Linked DNA regions of Sus scrofa: region 2 is linked to region 1. The links are chromatin contacts, called in public targeted proximity ligation maps. All regions are on one chromosome and are shown on one strand. The core of a region is the stretch at or near the end of the contact, and the rest is flanking DNA. Distances in the headings are between cores, read along the strand shown.

The links.
Region 2: a targeted proximity ligation map of alveolar macrophages shows a contact between it and region 1. A contact is called at or near these places in 1 of 47 Hi-C or Micro-C datasets (embryonic fibroblasts) and 1 of 2 datasets of targeted methods (alveolar macrophages).

Annotation. Positions count from the first base shown.
Region 1 is chr3:44,353,910-44,358,295 of Sscrofa11.1, forward strand. All of the region lies in intron 18 of MERTK (tyrosine-protein kinase Mer), which reads right to left. Among named protein-coding and RNA genes, the nearest start is that of TMEM87B, 28 kb to the left of the region's middle.
Region 2 is chr3:44,528,906-44,533,291 of Sscrofa11.1, forward strand. It overlaps ANAPC1 (anaphase-promoting complex subunit 1), which reads left to right. Exons shown (of 48, transcript XM_021087035.1): 12 at 145-235; 13 at 333-398; 14 at 3,763-3,897. Among named protein-coding and RNA genes, the nearest start is that of ANAPC1, 47 kb to the left of the region's middle.

The DNA.
Region 1 (4,386 bases), core at 497-2,996:
AAATAAGTTTGGTAGCTGCCTTTGTAAATAGTCATTTTATTTTTCTGTTGAGATTTTATAAAAGATGCAATCACATGGTTGCCAGGGGTGGGGGGGGTGGAGGATGAGGAGTTGCCGTTTCATAGGTACAGAGTTTCAGTTGTGGCTTTTTTTTTTTTTTTTTTTTTTTTTTTTTTTTGCAGTGGGAGGCAGTATGTAGAAGTACCTGGGCCAGGGATCAAACCTGTGCACACAGCAGCCACCTGAGCCACAGCTGCAACAATGCTGGATACTTAACCCACTGTGCCACCAGGAAACTCCTCAGATAAAAAGAATTTGGAGATGGAGAGCAGTAAAGGTTGCATGATTATTTCAGTGTCCTTGTCACTCCTGAACCATACATTTAAAAATGGTTCAGATGGTACCCTATTACGTTACGTATATCTCACCAGAACCTAAAATTTGGATTTAAAAAGATGTGATGATGCAGATGGATGGAATTTATAAATGTATGGATTTACCCATATTCTTCAAGCACCTGCTCTGCTCCTGCCTCTGAGCATGGCTCAGCACAGAGCTTCAAGTTGCGTACCATGCGGAGGCGTGTACTGTGCAGGCAGCATATGGGTCTGATCCCAGCGCTGCCCTTAGCCCACAGCGATGCTATCTCACTCCCTCTTGGGGCCTGGGATGCCTCAGATGGGAGTGGAGGGCCTGGGGGAAGCTGGGGGTGAATGGGAGTCCTCGGAGTAGGCGGGGGCGTCAGCTCGTCTCCACTCCCACTGTCGTCTGGTCCCTGAGAGGCTCGACGAATGAAATGGAGAGGTGGGCTGGGGTGGGCAGGTGTGTGAAAAATGAGGGCAGTGCTATGACAGCGGCAGGTGAGTCCTGGGCAGAGACAGCCCCTGCTTCCCGGCGGTCACAGCTTCCTGGCTGGGAAGGGAGGGGGCTGCTCTGTTTCAAAGTACCTGCTATTGCTCCATGAAGGACAAACACATGAAACCTGTCTGTTTGCAGACACCAGGGCCTCTGCTCTTGTCTGTGACCTCTACCTCCTCCAGTAAAAATAATAATCACTGACTCAATAATAAATCATGAGTGTTTACTATTTGACAGCCATCGTGTAAGGTACTTTCAGGGATACTAGCTTGTTCAGCAGCATAACGCACACATAGGTACTGTTATCCCCATTTCTGCAGATGAGGATCCAGAAAGGGTGATGTTGGTCCCAGGACCAGGGTGAAGCTGTGACCCACATCAAGGAATATCTGGCACCACAGCCCATATTCTTTTATTTTCTTTTTCCTTTTACAGCCACACCTGCAGCCTATGGAAGTTCCCAGGCTAGCGGTTAAATCGGAGCTGCAGCTGCTGGCCTATGCCAGAACCACCACAACGCTGGATCTAAGCCCCACCTGTGACCTATGACGCAGCTTATGACAATGCTGGATCCTTAACCCACGGAGAAAGGCCAGGCCACATCCAGATGGATACTATGTCAGCCACAACAGGAACTCCCGCAGCCCATGTTTCTGCCTGGTGGGCAGTGGGGAACCACGGGAAAGATCATGTGTAGCTGCATCCTATGGTCGGGTCATAAATTTTAGAAAAGTTGCTTTGGATGCCACCCAAAGGATGTATTAGGTTCCTGGAGGCGATGAGAAGAATAAGACAGGAGACAGAAGAGCCAGAATCTCCTGAAGGAAACAGGCACCCTGACCCACTCATTTACATTCATTGCGATGTCACTGTGCCAAAGTTCCCACAAGTGTGGCAACCCCAGGCCCTGCCCAGCCCTGGGCTTCTGTGGTTTGCTGGTATAGGCAGAGCCTGTTTTATTGCGCTTAGTTATTATTATTATTATTATTATTATTATTATTATACTTCACAGGCACTGCATTTTTTTTTTTTTTTTTTTACAAATTGAAGGTCAGTGGCAACCCCTACATCCAGCAAGTCTATTGGCACCATTTTTCCAACAGAATTTGCTCACTTGGCATTTGCTGTGTCACATTTCAGTAATTCTCACAATATTTTGAGTTTTTCATTAATATTATATTTGTTAGGGTGACCTGTGATCAGTGATCTTTGATGTTACTGTTATAATATTTCTGAGGTACCACAAACTGTGTCCATGTAAGACGGCAGATTTAATCAGTGAGTGTTGTGTGAATTCTGACTGCCCCCCTAACTGGTCCTTTCTCCTCACTCTCCCTTCCATTCCCCGAGACACAATATTGAAATTATGCCAATTATGTTGCCATGAGCTGCAATGTAGGTTACAGATGCGGCTCAGATCCTGTGGCTGTGGCTGTGTCTGGCAGCTGTAGCTCCAATTGGATCCCTAGCCTGGGAACCTTCATATGCTGCTGGTGTGGCCCTGAAAAAAAAAAAAGTTTCAAAGGACAGGCTGACCCTCTTATTTGGGACTAAGTTAGCAGGCGACTAAGTTGAAGCCAATGCTTGTTTACCATTCTAAAAGTCCTAGGGCCCTTGAGAATGATGTTAAATCTTTTCTTCCTGTGCTCTATAAATAGGACAACAGAGCCTGGATGACAGCATATTCACAACATGGCTTACTGAATATTTTCAGCCCACTGTTGAGACCTACTGCTCAGAGAAAAAGAGTCCTTTCAAAATATTCCTGTTCATTGACAATGCACTTGGTCACCCAAGAGCTCTGATGGAGCGTACAGTGAGACTAATGTTACTTTCATGACTGCTAACATATTCTGCAGCCTAAAGATCAAGGAGTAATTTAGATTTTCAAGTCTTATTATTTAAGAAATACATTTTGTAAAGCTATCACTACCACAGACAGAGCTTCCTCTGATGAATCTGAGCAAGGTAAACTGAAAACCTTCTGGAAAAGATTCAGCATTCTGGAGTTCCTATTGTGGCTCAGTAGAAACGAATTTGACTAGCATCCATGAGGACACAGGTTCAATCCCTGGCCTCGATCAGTAGGTTAGGATACGGCATTGCCATGAGCTGGGGTGTAGGTCGCAGATCAGATCTGACATTGCTGTAGCTGTGGTGTAGGCCGGTGGCTACAGCTCTGTTTCCACCCCTAGCCTGGGAACCTCCATATGCCGTGGGTGCAGCCCTAAAAAGATGAAAAACCAAAAAAACCAAAAAAACAAAAAAACAAAAAAAAAAAAGAAAGAAAAAGATTCAGCATTCTAGATGCCATTAAGAACATTTGTAGGAGTTCCCTAGTGGTCTAGTCATTAAGGACTCACTGCTGGGGCTCAGGTTTGATCCCTGGCCCAGGAACTTTTGTACACCACAGGTGTGGCTGGAAAAAAACTGTAATTCATAGCAAGAGGTGAAAGTATCAATACACACTGAAGTTTGAAAGAAGTTGTTTCCAGTCCTCATGTATGACTTTGAGGGGTTCAAGCCTTCAGTGGAAAAACTGCAGATGTGGTGGAAATAGCAAGAGAATCAGAAATGGAGCCTGAAGATGTGACTGAATTGCTGCAGTTTTATGATGAAATTGTAATGGATGAGGAGTTGCTTGGTTGGGGTGGGGGGTGTGGCACGCCCGTGGCATATGGAAGTTTCTGGGCCAGGGACTGAACCCTCACCACAGCAGTGACAACCCTGGATCCTTAACCCACTGAGCCATAGGAAGGAATTGCTTCTTATGGATGAGGAAAGAAGGAAGTTTCTTGAGATGGAGTTTCCTTCTGGTGAAGATGCTGTGAAGACCGTAGGAATGAGAACAAAGAATTTAGAATATTACATAAACTTAGTTGATAAAGCAGCAGCAGGGTTTAAGAGGACTGACTCCAAATTTTAAGGAAGTTGTACTGTGGGTAAAATGCTATCAAATAGCACTGCCTGCTGCAGAGGAATTGCTGGTGAAAGGAAGTCAATTAGTGCGGCAAACTTCTTTCAAGAAGTTTGTCTTATTTTAAGAAATGGCCATGGTCACCCCCACTTTCAGTAACGGCCACTCTGATCAGTTGGCAACTTCCCCCATCGAGGCAAGATGCTCAAGCAAAAAGATTATGACTTGCTGAAGGCTCAGATGATGGTTTGCATTTTTTACCAACAAAGGGTTTTGGAATTAATGTCATGTATGTTATTTTTTTAGCCACAATACTATCTTGCACACTTAATATTCTACAGCATAGTGGAATCATAACTTTTTTTTTTTTTTTCCTTTTTAGGACCACACTTGAGGCATATGGAGTTTCCCAGGCGAGGGGTCAAATTGGAGCCACAGCTGCCAGCCTACATCAGAGCCATAGCCATGCCAGATCAGAGCTGTATCTCCAACTGGCAATGCCGGATCCTTAACACATTAAGCAAGGCCAGGGAGTAACCTACTTCCTTATGGACACTGTGTCAGGTTCTTAACCCCCCGAGCCACAATGGGAACTCCCACTATCACTGTAT
Region 2 (4,386 bases), core at 1,261-3,760, 180 kb after region 1:
TCCTTTGAAAATGTTGTAGAGATGGAATCATACAGTAAGTAACCTCCAGAAATTGGCTTTTTAGCGTCAGCATAAAACCCTTGAGATCAGTACAGGTTGTTGCATGTGTCAATAGTGTATCTCTTTTTAAATTTCAATATTTAGATGTGTAAAGTTTCAAGAGAGCAATGATAAAACCCAGCTCATCTTTGGCTCCATCACCAACATTCAGGCAAAGGATGCAGCGCCCGTGGAGGTAAATGCAGGCGCATTTCTTGAGAAGTTGAAAATCATTGTGCTTTACAATTTACACCAATTGGAAAATAAAAGTTTTGCCCCCCTCCTTTTTTTAGAAGATAGATACTATGCTGGTCCTGGAGGGCTGTGGAAACCTGGTGCTGTATACAGGAGTGGTTCGGGTAAGTAATAAACAGCATTTTGTGCTTCAGTAGGACTATTTCCTTAATTATTATTTTTTAATGTTACTTTAGTGTGATATTTAAAATTTGTTAGCTCTGTCTGCAGGATTCTTGTAAGAGTTGAAAATAAAGTCTTCAATTTAGGTTGGGTCTAATTTGGAGTCTAGGATTCACTATCAGATGGATTGGCACTGTGAACACAGTGCAGTTGGGAAACCTTTAATGAGTATAGATGGATTATTAAATAAAAAGGAAGAGAAATTAACTGAAGTTTTATAAAGAATATAGTTTTAAAATTAATGTCTGGGTAGATTTGTTAAGTCTCAAAGTTTTAGTAAAGTTGCATTATGTTAAATGTATAGTAGGAGTTCCTGTGGTTGTGCAGCGGGATTGGCAGTGCCTTGGGAGCGCTGAGACACAGGTTCGATCCCTGACCTGGCACAGATCTGGTGTTGCTGCAGCTGTGGCTTGGGTCACAGCTATAGCTCGGATCTGATCCCTGGCCTGGGAACTCCATATGCTGTGGGGTGGCCAAAAAAAAAAAGTATGGTGTTTATGTTGGCTGTATTATTTTAAATAGTTGTGAAGTTTATATACAGAATAATGTAAATTTTGCAAATTTAAATTATGAAATTTAAATTCAACTTGAAGAATGAGGCAAACATTCGTATAACCACTACCCAGGTTAAGATGCGGACTGTTGCCAATATCTCTACAGTCTCCTGAGTGTGCTTTCCACGTTGCGGCCTCACCGCCCAGAGGTGGACAGTACCCTTACTTGCAATCAATCCCCTCTCCCTCCACCCTTTTTTAGCCTTGCCATTGGCACGCAGAAGTTCCTGGGCCAGGGATCGAACATAGGCCACAGCAGTGAAGGGTGGATTCTTAACCCTCTGAGCCAACAGGAAACTCTTCAGTCCCCCTTTTTAAAAATTAATTGTTTTTCACAATTGTGTATCACTAAGTAGTAAATTGTTTAGTTTTTCTTTGTTTTTGAATTTTCATGTAAAGGAAACATACCACATACTCTTCTCTGACGAGACCATTTTGCTCAACATTCTATTATTTTTAGATTTACATATGTCAATGTGTAGCTCTTGTAGACCTGTTCACTGTTACATAGTTTTCCATTGTATGATTATACCAAAACTTTACCAGCCACTATGGTTGTTTTGTTGTTTCTGCTGTTTTCTCTAATAATGCTTTAAAAAGTTTTTTTTTTTTTTTAAGATACATGTCTTCTAGCCTTTAGAATATATTCATATTCAGCTTAGCCATGTGGTGCCAAATCGTATCAGGGTTGCAAGGTTGTACAGCAGTGTATGAGAGTTCTCAAAGCTTTTTTATATTCTTGCTAATCCAGAGTACTGTTAATTTTTTTCTCCCGTATTTGTGCCTCATTACAGCCAAGTAAGACTGGAAGGCTCCCCACCTGGCCTTTACTGACAGGCCTGAGGGGTAGGGTGCAGTATTTTCCCTTGATGTTTGTCTGGAGTAGGTTGGTTATTGTCTAGAAGTTTTCTATCTTGCTAGGCCATTCCTTTCCTGATTCTTTGGCCAAGGAGAGCAGGATTTCTTGGCTCTTTTTCTTATCTGCTCCCATAGTGAGATTGGGGTCTGCCTCAACTTCCACACTGCCTAGAGGCCAGTTTCTGAACTGAATGGTGTTACAGACCATTGTTTAGTTCTCACATCTTTTACTGTGTCATTTTTGGTGAGTTTCACACATGAGTCTCTCAGAGGCCTGCCCAGAATTTCATATACATATTTAGAAAGTTCTTTTGTCTATTTCCTTTCTCTCCATTCCTCCCCTCATTCCCCAGTTGGGACAGAGAGGGGTTACTGCCTTGTTATTGCAGGGTGGGGATAGAATACAGTGCTCCACCCAGACTCTGGAAGAGAAGGGGAGAGGTAGGTGCTTTATTATTGTAGAGCCTGGGTGAAGGCCAGACTCTTCCCCTGGGCAGGGGCTGCGCACCGTGGGGAGGTGGAGAGGGGCTGCCTGGTGATGATGAAAGCAGGGCTTTGTCCACAGTCTCTGGCTGCAGTGCCTGCAGAGCTGAGATGTAGGATAGGCCTGCCCCTCTCTGTGTGGACCAGGGCGCCACCTAGTCCTCGCAGGTGGGATGACAGGACCCCGCCCTCTGTCTCCATCCATGACTCATGAACAGGTGGGCACTGAGGGCCGTGGCTTTTTCCATGTGTTTGCCTGAAGTGGGGCAGGCATGGGGAAAATGTTTCTTCCCTGCTTCTTCACTCTTCCCAACCAAATTTTGGCAAAAAGAGTAAGGTTTCCCTGGGTCCTTTTGGTCTGTGCCTGTGGGCATTTCTGGGTTGCGGACCTTTGAGAGGCCAAGGCCTGGTTATGAGGGAGTTAGAGAAACACAGACAAAAAGCTCAGGAATTCCATAGGTCATTCCTGGTTCTCAGGTCCCTAGCCAGTCAGTCTTTTTTCCCTACCACATAGAGTCTTCTGTTAGTTTCATCATCAATTCATATGTTTTGTGGTAGTGGTAATTAGTGGGAGGAATAGCATGGGATATGCTTACTCCATATTTTTATGACCCAGAGGTGTCTCTGATGGCTTTTCAAAATCTTACATTTACTAGTGCTCACTGTCATTTTTGTTCTTTAATCCTAAGGATTTTATTTGGACAACTTTTGTGATTTTATTAGCTTTCAGGGAGTATATTGACATAAGTATGTATATAGTTAAAATTTCACTTTAGTTCTGAGTATCTCCTTTTAGTCCTTTTAGTCTTTATCTCCTATTAGTCTTTTTAGTTTTCAGCCTGTATGGGTGTGAATTTCTATTGTATTTTTCCTGAGAACCCTATGGATAGCTATATGGAGGAGGAAGCCTTTGAGAGTTTATGACGGAAGACAGGTTGTGAGCTAGAGAGTACAATTTGAATTAGGTTGGATTTAATTTCTTGAGTATCACTTCAGCCTGATTTTTTTGACCCTGAAGAAGTAATTGGTGTTCTTTCTTTCTGCCAGGAGACTAGTTAATAAGATCGATGCTTATAGTCTCTGAAAGCTTAGTGTCCTTGCAGTCTTTATCATCAATAGGGTAGAAAAATGCAAAAAAAGGTCCTTAATAATGAAAAGGACCTGCCAAAAAAAGGTCCTTAATAATGAAAAGAAGGAATCAGGCTAAGAGAATTTATGGCAAGATATTTGTAGTTGGATGGTGGACTGATACATTATTAAAATTTTAATTCTGTTTATTTTTTAGTTGCATTTGGTGAGCATAAACTTTGAAATATTAAAAGAAATAATATGCTTACATGCTGCACTGTTTTATTTAAGAATATGATACATTAAAGCTAATGTCTTTTGGCATGTATTTTATTGTTCAAAGGTGGGAAAGGTTTTTATTCCCGGACTGCCAGCTCCCTCCCTGACAGTGTCCAACACGATGCCTCGGCCCAGCACGCCGCTTGACAGCGTTAGTACTCCTAACCCTCTGAGTAAACTGCTTGGACCCTTGGATGAGGTAAGAAAGGGTTTAGGTGTTGTCGCAAATTAGTTGTGTTTTAAAGAAGTTTGGTCAAATACTCGTTTTTTTCCATGGTTAACCTTTTTTCTGTTTTAAAAATGACAATTGGAATTTTAGCTAATGCTTGTAGAATATAAATATTTTCAAACACAAGTGATTCAGTGAACATACATTGACTTTCCTCATGATGTGTAAGGTACTTTTTGAAGGTACTACAGTGAGGAAAGTGATGCATTCTTTTTCATCTAGGGCTCTCCCAGTTTACTTGGGTGGAACAGATATGCTGTGTGTTTTAAGAAATTATAATTTAAGATAGACTACTAAGGGGAGTTCCCGTTGTGGTGCAGCAGAAACAAATCCAACTAGGAACCATGAGGTGCGAATTCAATCCCTGGCCTTGCTCAGTGGGTTAAGGATCTGGTTTTGCCATGGGCTATGGTGCAGGTCGCAGACGTGGCTCAGATCTGGCAGACGTGGCTGTGGCGT